Linked DNA regions of Gossypium hirsutum: all the other regions are linked to region 1. A link is a contact called in public Hi-C data. All regions are on one chromosome and are shown on one strand. Each heading gives the region's core, a stretch centred on a gene start, on an enhancer-like site or on the middle of the called end of the contact. The rest is flanking DNA. Distances are from core to core; before and after follow the strand shown. Region 1 holds the start of LOC107921026 (TSET complex member tstD). Region 2 holds the start of LOC107922242 (CTL-like protein DDB_G0288717). Region 3 holds the start of LOC107921001 (thaumatin-like protein 1).

Region 1 (3,710 bases), core at 567-3,066:
TTTAAACTGATATCTCAGGATGGCTTTAATTAAGGTTTAGGCAACAGATCCATCCACAATCAACAAAGACAGGAAACCTGTGGCCCTGATGAATTAACTCATGGAATTAACTTAAATTCAGGGTAGAAAAAAATAAAACATGACAGAAGCAAAAAGGTTATGCTACTGCTATATTTTGAATTAGAAGAACCCACTGCCCAGTTTAAAACGTATCCGTAAATACAGACTATGTTTCTTTTTACTCTCAAAATGGCTTTTCCACTTATGAAAGTTACCAGACCACGCGAACAAAGATGGAAGCTTGGTAAAGAAATCCAGTGAATCAGGCCTGTTGAACCATTGTTTATACTTTAGACTATCTGCAACTTAACAAACTTTAGCTACATGTTTAAAACATTTACAATAGAACTAAAAATGAATGCTGTGCTCATTGCAGTCCATGCAAGACTTGAGCAATTAACTAACAATTCTGTGCTAATGGCAGATGCAAGCGTTTGACATAGTTCAATCATGTTAGAACAGATCAACAAAATCACAACCATCAAAACCTTTAAAATTCAACAAAATCATGCAATGCGATTTAGCTGTACACTTTCTCACTTCAATGCCCACTTTCAAGAATTCAAATCGAAACTTACCATAACTCAAATCTAACCTTATATTCATACTTAAGAACTTAAAACTAACCTACAAACATTGAATTCTCTGTTGAAAACTCAAATTTTCCTCACTTAGACAACAAGAAATCTAATTAGCATGGTAAATCTAACTTGGAAAACAACAAGAAATCTTAGAAATCTTGACTCTCTCTAACCCAACAAACATGAGCATAGTTTTAAAAATGAGGAAATCATTGGAAATTAAGTTTCATGGATAGAAAATCATTAAATTAAGTTACATCATCATTGCCTAGTTGGATTTTCCAAAAATCAAAGTCAAGAACAATCAAGAAATCGATCTCCCTTCTTTTCCATATTCTTACAAAAATAGAAAAAATATGGAAAATCATGTTTTGATCTTAAAAACATAGAAAATCTTGCTAGAAATAAACTTTTCAAGATTGATTGATAAGAATCAAAAGCTTAAAAAAATTATTGAAAGAATTGAGAGAAATTTTGAAAGAAAATGTAGAGCAAATTGTGTTCATGAAATGAAATGGTTCATTCAATATTTCAAAAAAAAAAAAATCTAATTTTCCATGGCATTAAACAAAAAAATTTTGAATTTTGAATTTTGAATTTTAAATTTTATAACAAAACACAGTTTTGAACAAACATAACCAGATCTTTGACATAAAACATAATCCTTGAGGTAATGCTCAATTATGTTATCAAAAAGAAATAAAATCCCATTTCCAATTCCATAGATCATGAACAGCCACAACAGATCATGTGTTTGCCAAACATCATCCATTTCCAATTTCTACCAAATCAAATCCCATCCAGAAAGTAGAATAAAATTATTCGATTTCCATAAAAAAAAGACCCATTAACATCTATACAAAAAAGATTCAACTAATTCAACAAACTAGAAGCGATAAAGAGCATAATTGGAAAAATCAGCAAAAGAAATCAAAGCATAAGATGGGATGGGATGGGAGAAAATGGAGGGGTAGACGTACCGTTCAACTAAGATGTTGCCTTTAGAGTTGGCGAATAACACCGCGAGAATCATGGCGATGAATCTCCCTCTCTCAGATACTCCCTTTTTCTCTTGAGGTAGGGAGACGGAGATCAGCTAAGTTACTCCTGCTTTGTTCTGTGTCGTCAATCGTCGTTTTCTTTCCCATTTTCCTTTCTTTATTTTACGTTTAGTTCGGGTCGGATCAGATGTCGGGTTGGATGAGTTTTGTATTGTTGTTATACCTTTAGTGGCATTTAGGGAAAATCGCTACTATTTCTTGACCTTTTGCGGCACTATTTCTACAAACGCCGTTATAGAATGACTTATTGCAGTGTTTTTCGTTTAGTAGTGACTTAGTGTTTTTAACTGAAAATTTTGCTGTTGGCCCAAAACAAATACAAGAAGCCGAATGTTTGGTCCATGAAACATGGCACGATGGCACGGTAGGGCAGAAAATTGAACAAGTGCCCGGAGTCACCAACAGTCACTAATGGTATATATTTGTGGCATTTTTTAATACAAATACGGTTAAAAGTTCAACCTTTGCGGCGTTTTCGCTCCAAACGTACGAAAAATGCCGCTAAAGGCTTAATTTGTTGTAGTGGAGCTTTCATATATATAAACAAAAAGGGTGTCAACCATCAATGTACCATCACCCCAAATTTTTTTTTAAAATTTAGTATAAGGGTGTTGATCATCACTGTCCTAGCACTAAAAAAAAAATTTGTGGTTCCCAAAAAAGTGGGTGTTGGCCATCAGTGTGCCAACACAAAAAAAAAAGTTATAAAAAAAAGTAGTGTCTGCCATTTACTGTCCAGCACTCAATTTTTTTTAAATATCGGTATAAATGTATACCGATATGCTACGATTTGAAAAAAAAATACATAGTTCCGACCATCTAGTGTCCAGTACCCTAAAAAATATTTTTTTTAACCCCTGACACAATCATTAGGCAATAATTGTGTCAAAAATTTAAGTGGCGTCGGCAATTAAGTCCCCCTTACCCAAGTTTATTATTTATTTTAGGTTATTTAGGTGATTGTTTTTTAACATCGGTCATTTTTTTAATTAATTATTTTTTTGGATCATTTGGGTAAAATAACTAAATAATAAAAAAATGGTATAAAACATAGATTAATTATGAAAATGAGATGTTTGTTTTAAAGTAACATTCATATGCCAATTATTTTCGAGGGAAAAAATTTATATGGTGTCGTTTAATGCATTGACAGCATTGATTTTTATTTTAAAAATATATATTTCTTAAAATACCGAACAAATAATATACAAATACAAATAAAATAATTTTTTTATGTCGCCTGACATGTTAATCGTATCAGTTTAATTTTTTTTTTAAAATGCTGACAACCTTTCCATCCATGAGATAAGAGCTGGTGATGGAGCTCATCAGATTACTCTTATTCATTGCTTTCTAATATCTTCTTCCTCGACCCTTGCTTTGGTGTGGGTAGCAAGGACGGAGTCAAAAATAATTTTTAGGAAGGTCCAGAATTAAATTATATATCTTTATGATAATAAAAGTCTAATTTCACTATTTTAATAGCTTATATCTTTATAATTTTTAAAGGATTGAATTTAATTTTTATATTTTGAGGGGTTAAAGTATAATTTTACCATTATTAATTTAAAATTTTATACATAATAAAGAGACTCAAATATAAAATTTTTCATTTTAGGGAACCGGCTCCTGACTCCGCCCTTGTGGGCAGGTGCTATCTTCTTTCCCTCAAACTCTTAAAATCTTCAATGAAATGACCTACTTTAAACAACAGCCAGCTACTTATATCCCACTTAGCTTCTCTATATAACATAAACCACAAGCTTGTTATAGATTTGATATTCCTTAAAAAGAAAAAAAGAAAGAAAACAAACTGATGAGTTTAATAGATATATGAATTTTATAACTTCAGATCATTTTTTAACCATGTAAAAAAGAGAACATATCAAAACCTCTAATTTAACCCAGCACACAGGAAAAAAGAAAACATATGTCATATATGTAAATACACAAGTTTAATATATCAGTAAAAGGTGCTATGTTTGTAATTACATCAACCAATACAAAG
Region 2 (3,710 bases), core at 641-3,140, 710 kb before region 1:
AGAGATGCATAAAGGAACTAAATGAATTTCATATACTAACATAAAAGTCCATTCCAAGAAACACCAGGAGGAGAGGAACACACTCTGAGTTGTTGTTAGGAACAAGATCGTTGACCATTCTTCACTCCATTCAATCAAATGCAAAACAATGTTGTCAAATTGAATCCACAAGTCCAAACCAAAGTGAATTATCACGATTGTGATCTTCCATACTCAAGTACAAATACTATACTCATATACATCATGCAGCTATCAACCATACTAAAATCGATGTTATCAACTATGTGCCATTACAATTATCCTAAGCTTTATCACCAAGATCATAATCTTTGATAATTAATCTATTTAAACAGTCAGGTATTCATAATGTAAGCATGCATCCAAAGTTCAAAGCAGCCACTCAGAAACACAAAAATATAAGTTCCAATTCAAGCTTAGTTTGAACTACCCTCACAAAGAAGCACAAATCATCTATAATAATATATTGAAATGCAAAGATCTTTATTCAGAAAAGCTAAAAACAGTAGCAAGTTACCTCAAAGATCTCCTTATGCTCCGGTGAGGTTTCGTATCATCTTTGGAGAAGTACCACTGAGCAATGGTGCCACTGGTAACATAAACCTGAGCTTCCACCATACTGGTCAAGGACCACAACATTGTCAAAATAGCCAATGTAAAATAAGCAGGCACCCAGCTATCTTGTTTCCAAACACAAGTATACTCCCCATTCGATTCTTTAGCCACAATTTTCCCATTAAACCTAGAAAACACCAAGAACACAACAATTGACGCATAATAAGCCAACAATCCAACGGTCAACAACGGTATCACCAAAAACAACCCTAAATTCCTCGAAAGCGCATCGGAAGCAACCCCGATAATCCTCACAGTCAACTCGATCCGATGCCAATTAGCCACAATGATCCAAACAATAACCCCAACTATTAACAAAATGAAAATAAGCACCAGAATTCTATAGACCAAAGGGAAAGCATCACTACAAGAAGAGCTCAAGGTACAAGCAACGAACCAATAAACATCAAAGAAAACCGGCATGATTATAAAGAAAGGAAGCAAGACATAAACGATCTGCTTGGTGTAGTGTTTGAGTAATAAAAGCAAAAGCAAACATATGGGTACACTTAAAACTGAAGTTATCACAAGGGTCCATACTAAATACGTCCAAAGACTGGAACTTGACAACGCAAAAAATGAAGTTTCAGAGACCCATAATTGACTTGATAAAAAGGAAGTATCTTGAACGCACGAAGTGGAATTGGAATCGTAGGTGAAGGCCGAAACGTTGGAGTAGTTGCCGTTTCGATGGAAGATTGAGAAAATACCGAAAGCGAAAGTGCAGAGGACGAAGAGAAGGAAGAGGATGAGGAAAGGGAGGTCTTTGAAAGGTCTGGGCCCGTAATTGAAAGAGATCTGGAGGGACTGAGTTGGGTCGGATTCGGAGGGGCCGGATTGAGGTGGTTCTTCGATTGGAGGAGATGGGTAGGCAGAGCCGGTGGTGGGTTTGAAGAGGAGAGGTTCGGTGGAGGAAGCGGCGTCGTATAGAGATGTGGGTTTGGAAGTGGTGGTATCTTCTTCCGTGCTGCCCATCGCAGCGACGAATCAAGGGACGGAGAAAACAAAACAACCGTGGGGAGAGACGTTTTATCTGATTAGCAAGAAGAAATTTTAGGACTTTGGCTTTCAATAATTATTGTTTTGTTCGTTTTAGTACTTTTTGGGGGGATTTATTTAATTTTAAATTTATTTGGGGGTTTTTGTTTGACTGTTTGTTCATGGAATGGAAGCCGAATTACTAAACTGAGAGCTGGAGAAGAAGATGAGTGGGTTTGGACCGTTTGGTCGTGGTGGAACGGAACTGTTGAAGTGCCACGTGGAACTATTCATTACTAAAATAAATATGAGATAAGTCCATTATTTTCGGGTGAACTATTACTTAAAAATGTCAAAGAAATATAGTTTTTTTTAAATAATTATAATTAAATTTCAATAATATATTTTTAATTATTAGAAAAACACTAAGTGAATTTAACAAGTGTACATAATGAAGTAGTTGGAGTTGATGACCACGATTCATGGTATCAAAAAGCAACAACAAAGGCGTTCAATCCATTTTTGTTTTTTCATCTTGTTAATTTTAGTATTAAAGTGGTAATTTATGACAGATTTTGTCACTCTTAGATCAATCCTTTTTTTCTTGTGATCTAAGGGAAAGATTATACCTACTTGGTGATTTACCATAACATAAAATTATCTTTACTTAATACATTATCAAATATATTATATTTTTTATTTCATTTATTTAACTCAAATATAAAATCTTATTATTTAAAGTATGAAAAATATTATTACACAAAATGTTATATTTTCTCAACTAAAAGTAGTACGACAAAATGTTATAGAGTAGACATGCTAAATTTTCTCAACTAATAATAATTAAGTTATCATTATCGGTTGTAAAGAATATAGTTTTATATATATTTGATTCTCTAATTTTATAAAAAAAATTATTTTAGTATTTTATTTAATTTTGACCTAATTGCATAAAATACCCTCAACGTTTATAGATTTTTAGGTTTGGGCCCTTAATCCCTTTTTTTATTGACATCCTCAATATTACGATTTTTTAAAAATTAGTCTAATTTTAACGGTAAACGTGAGTTAACCGTCAATCAAATGACAAGTTAACGAAATAACCTATGTGTCATGTCACATTAGCACAATGTTATAGATGACATCATCAAAACAATTTTCTTTCCCATATTCTTTCTTTCTCTCTTCCCTTCTCATTGTTGCTCCAATAAAACATTTTTTTCTCAACGTTTTCCCAAATTTTCTCTCTTTCCAAACACCCAAATTCAAATTGAAAATACATATTTCAAAAAATAAAGAATAGAAATTAATAAATTACAAAAGATGATTAAACTCACACAAAATTATTTTTGAAACAAACAAAGAAATGGCAGACTCAATCTTAAAAAAATGAAAAAGGAAACATTAACGTTGAAGTAGTAGAACAAGAAAAGTTTCATTGTCTTTCTCTGTTCAGTCTCTGTGATTAACTTGTGAGCTAACTGAATTTAACTCAAGAGAGAAAAAGAATGAATCAGGAAGCGTTTATTTATAGCTTCATTGCTCGAGGAACAACGATCTTGGCTGAATACACTGAGTTCACTAGGAATTTCCCAGCAATCGCAGCTTAGTGTTTGCAGAAACTCACTTCTTCCAACAACAAGTTTACTTACAATTGTGATCACCATTCCTTTAATTTTCTTGATGAAGATGATTATGGTAATTCCCAGAACTTTGATCTTTTTCTTTCTTTCTCTGTTTTTTTTCCAGAAACAAATAGGATTGTGGAAGGTTTAAAAGCTGAATTTTGGAGGTTAAAGTTGATAGATCTAGCTCAATTAGTATAAAATGGGATGTGGAATTTGCTGAATTTTTGTTAAAACACTAGAAAGTTAGCTTCTTTTTGTTGTAGGGATTCGTTTTATTCCATTTGGCTGGTGAGAAACTGAAGAAAATGGTGGTGTGCATATAAATATAAATATATATGTATCTATATTATGTTTTAATGGATTTCATTAGTTTGCATGCTCTTTTGGATGTTTGTTATATGCCATTTTATTAATAAAGATGTGTTGATTAGAAAAAAAAACTAATAACTCATGGAGGCGTTGAGAAAATCT
Region 3 (3,710 bases), core at 811-3,310, 600 kb before region 1:
TTAGGGCATCCTTCACATACAACACCCAAATTCCTCACATTTCCACATTACAAACAAGCTTTTAAGGAAGAAGATCTCACCTTTCTCTTTACAATCCAAATTGCCAAAAAGGAAACAAACAACCAAAGCTGAAAAAGCAAAGCTAACAACACAACACAACACATAACCAAAATATCTCTAAATCCCAGAATGTTAGAGAAACAACAGTTTTAAATGTTTATATAACATTGGGGAATCTTGAAGCTGATGATGGTTTACAATCTGGACCAAGAATCTGTCAGCTTTTTTTTCCTCAAACAAAGGCCAAAACCCCATTTTTACCCATCAAAGCTGCAAATCTGTAAAGAATTCACATTTAACAAAAGCCATAATACAAAAGGATAGGGATGGGCTACAAGTGAACTAATGAAAACAAGAAACACAAAGCTGTTGATGCCATGAGTGCAAATGGTACTAGAAAAGTGGGAGATGGTATTGTTCTTGGTGAATCTCCCATTGCCAAACCAGCTAACCATGATCCATCTGTCAACATGGTTTGCCCAGATCCTGACCCAGTACTTGAACCCGAACCAGGGTATCCGTACCCTGAAACCGAATATCCATATCCATTACCAGAATAAGTAAACCCGGGCTGTGTCCCTGACCCTTGTGACGTTGAGCCTGTCACTGGGGTAGCTTCTGTAGCTGGCGTAGCATCTCTCGAAGATTTTTGACTGCAACAAAATCCCACATCGTTGGAAACATTAAAAGGGTTAATAATCACTATAATCTTCATCATATTTAGAGTTTAGACAGCAATTTTTTTTTAAAAAAAAAGCAAGTGAATCATTTACCTAGGAGAAGAGGGACAAAAGGTAACCGTATAATCTGCTCCAGTACACGTGAAAGTGCTTGTAGCATCATCGTATGCATAGCTGTAAGATCTGGGACAAGCGGCCTTGAACATCTCAGAATAAACTGAAGGCTTACATGTGGCAGGTGTGCTATACGCGCCACTGCAACAATACTCGGGACTCCCGAATGCCTCACACGCGCTCTTGCAAGCGTCACCGTCTCCAACCCGGAGCTCCGACGGGCATTGACGGTTCAAGTCAGTTGTACACCCCGTCGAAGCACAAAAACCTGACCCACCACTGCCTTCAACGATCATGGGGATATTGTAGCCATCAACAAGGCTGACGTCGTAAAAATCTTGCCCACCCGTTCCCAGAGTGAACTCAGCCAGAGTCACGGGCGGAGCAGCTCCGAGTCCGTTACATTCCATCTGACCCGACCCGCAGTCGCCCGTTACGCACGTACCAGACCCGGATCCGTCAAATGTGCAGCCCGTTCGACCCCAAAAACGACCGGACCAGCCAGTTGGGGCTTGAAATGAACGAGACGAGTCCTTTGGTAGCTCGAACCCAGTGCTGTCGAGTGTAGGACTGCCTGCATTTGCTAATATCCCAGGCCACACCGTGTAGCCACATCGATTGACAAATGTGAAAGAAGCACCTAATGCACCTGAAAGAAAGAAAAAAAAACAGATGGGGTTTTTAGTGTAAATATAAGAAACCACGATGCTTGAGAGACTCCCAGAAAAAAGGAGAGAGCTGGGTTTAACCTTTAGAGTTCAGAGTTAAGACAATGAGATACAGAATAAGAGCTAATGAGCTAAAGGAGTGAAGAAGATCCATGTCTTAGAAGTCTCGTTTAGCTTAGCTTAGCTACAAGCCTAGAAGATTTCCAGAGCAGAAAAAGGAGGAATAATGGAAGAAGAAAGGACAAGCAGGGGAGGGTGAAGTGATTAATCTGCCCCCCGAACTCCACGAGAGAGGATATTGGCGAAGAAGAGAGTGAAAAGAGGAGGATGAATGATTAACTAAAAACGGACAAAAGTGTTAATGAGATAGAGAGAGTGCATATCAGTACACAGCCACTGCTATTGTAATATAATACTAATTCCTATATCCTTCCTTAATCTTGCTTTCTTTTTTAATCCTCTGGGCTTGTCCTTCTTTTCACTTGTTAACCCTTTTATTTTTGGTTTCTTCATTTTCTTTAAGTAGGAAGTACTGTTTGTTACTGTTGTCATCATAATTGTCAAAAGAAAAGGTCAATTATTTGGTCTATTTTGTTTGACTTGCAGGGTTTTCGTTGTAAACCCAAACAAATAGTAATACTGGGAGGAGAATCTGGGTATGAAATTCCAAACAAAACCTCAACCCTAGTTTAGATAAACGACCAGAGCTGGAATTTGGTAAGAACCTCTATATGGGGTTGAGTTGAGAGGAGACGACCATCTTTTGGGTGGTTGATGATGTATTTGAGGGAATTTAGACTTACCACATCCTGTTTTTTTGGTGTTTCTTTTCAGATTTCAGCAATAGAAATCCCTTTTCTTTTATTGATATGTAAATTAAGTCCAAAAACAACATTGTATCATTGCCTAAAATCAAGTCATACCAAAAACATTTTACACCAAAAAAGTAAATTTTATAGAAACATCAACAACACAAATACAAAGTCACATCATTAAATGCTCCGCCATTGAAACAAATTACATGAATTCATGCATCGAATCAATATTGATGATTTTATCCGACAAGACGTAAGCTCCAAGTCGAGCAACCGGTGCAAGAAGAGCAATGTGAGAGTAAGAGAGTTGACTACTGAAATATCTTCCATTTAACCCTTATTCTTCATTTCTTTACTAAGAAAAAATTAGTCACTCAAGTATAAAAAAATTAATTTTGTCACTAACACTCTAAATTGTTTTTGTTTTGATCACTCTTTGTTAAATCTTTAGTAGGAATGATGCCGTGAATTTTCTTAATTGTTATAATAACACATTTAGTGTTCAATACTTTCATATTCTACCAATTTGATCATATTTCTAAATAGTTCAATCAATTTGACACTCCACATTTATAAATTCTATCAATTTATTCCTTAAAAATATATAATTAAATAATTTTCCCAACATTCTTATTCTGAAATCGAATCATCATCATCTCCACCAGGAAAGCATAAAGCTACCGACGTTAATGAATGTAAAGTTGTAAACCTGAATCAAGTTCAAAAAGTTTCCGCTTTGAGGACAAGCCAGAGTTGGTCAGGGATGAAGCTATGGTGGAAAATCCTGTGCAATGACAGCTTCACTCAATTCAACTCATGATTTCGTCTATTGCACCAGCATCTAAATCAACTCATGATCTGTATATCCATTAACAATGCATGTGTAAAAGTTGTTTCATTTGTATGCATGACGTTTGGGAAATTTGGAGAATTGGATTTTGCGAGTAAATCAGCTTAAGCTTCACCTTCTTCCAATATTTTCTTCCCCTAAACGAGCCTTATTTTTAGCTTCTTTTCGTTTGTTATTGCTAGGCTCGAAAATATAATTCGGATATCATTGGTTGTAAAAATAAATTTTAAGTTAATATTTTAATTATTCACTAAAAGTAATACTAAATAAATAAGAATCATTGAGACGTTTAATATTACTGAGAATAATTGAGAATGAATTGATTCTTTATTATTTTTGGATTGATTTGTTTTTTTTTTAATTTTCCGAATTTGATATTTCAATTATAAACTATATTGAATCTTTAAAATTCTTGATAAAATTTATAGGTTTTGATTCTTTTAATAAAATTTTAGGATTTTATAAATATAATCTAGTTTAATATTTGCATAAGCTATTCGAAAGATGAATGTTTATATATTTA

What was found. Hi-C and Micro-C count contacts between places; a contact is called where the count stands out from the background.
Region 2: a Hi-C map of leaf shows a contact between it and region 1, with 2.4 times the contacts expected there. The contact joins the promoter of LOC107922242 here to the promoter of LOC107921026 in region 1. A contact is called at or near these places in 2 of 34 Hi-C or Micro-C datasets (callus and leaf).
Region 3: a contact with region 1 is called in a Hi-C map of leaf, with 2.5 times the contacts expected there. The contact joins the promoter of LOC107921001 here to the promoter of LOC107921026 in region 1. A contact is called at or near these places in 2 of 34 Hi-C or Micro-C datasets (callus and leaf).

What each region holds. Positions count from the first base shown.
Region 1 is chrD01:54,152,380-54,156,089 of Gossypium_hirsutum_v2.1, reverse strand. It overlaps LOC107921026 (TSET complex member tstD), which reads right to left and starts at 1,816. Exons shown (of 5, transcript XM_016850878.2): 1 at 1,622-1,816; 2 at 276-328. The coding sequence starts at 1,674.
Region 2 is chrD01:54,862,992-54,866,701 of Gossypium_hirsutum_v2.1, reverse strand. It overlaps LOC107922242 (CTL-like protein DDB_G0288717), which reads right to left and starts at 1,890. Exons shown (of 3, transcript XM_016852162.2): 1 at 536-1,890. The coding sequence starts at 1,608.
Region 3 is chrD01:54,751,341-54,755,050 of Gossypium_hirsutum_v2.1, reverse strand. LOC107921001 (thaumatin-like protein 1) reads right to left here and starts at 2,060. Exons shown (of 3, transcript XM_041087432.1): 1 at 1,604-2,060; 2 at 834-1,503; 3 at 1-713. The coding sequence starts at 1,676. The coding sequence ends at 392.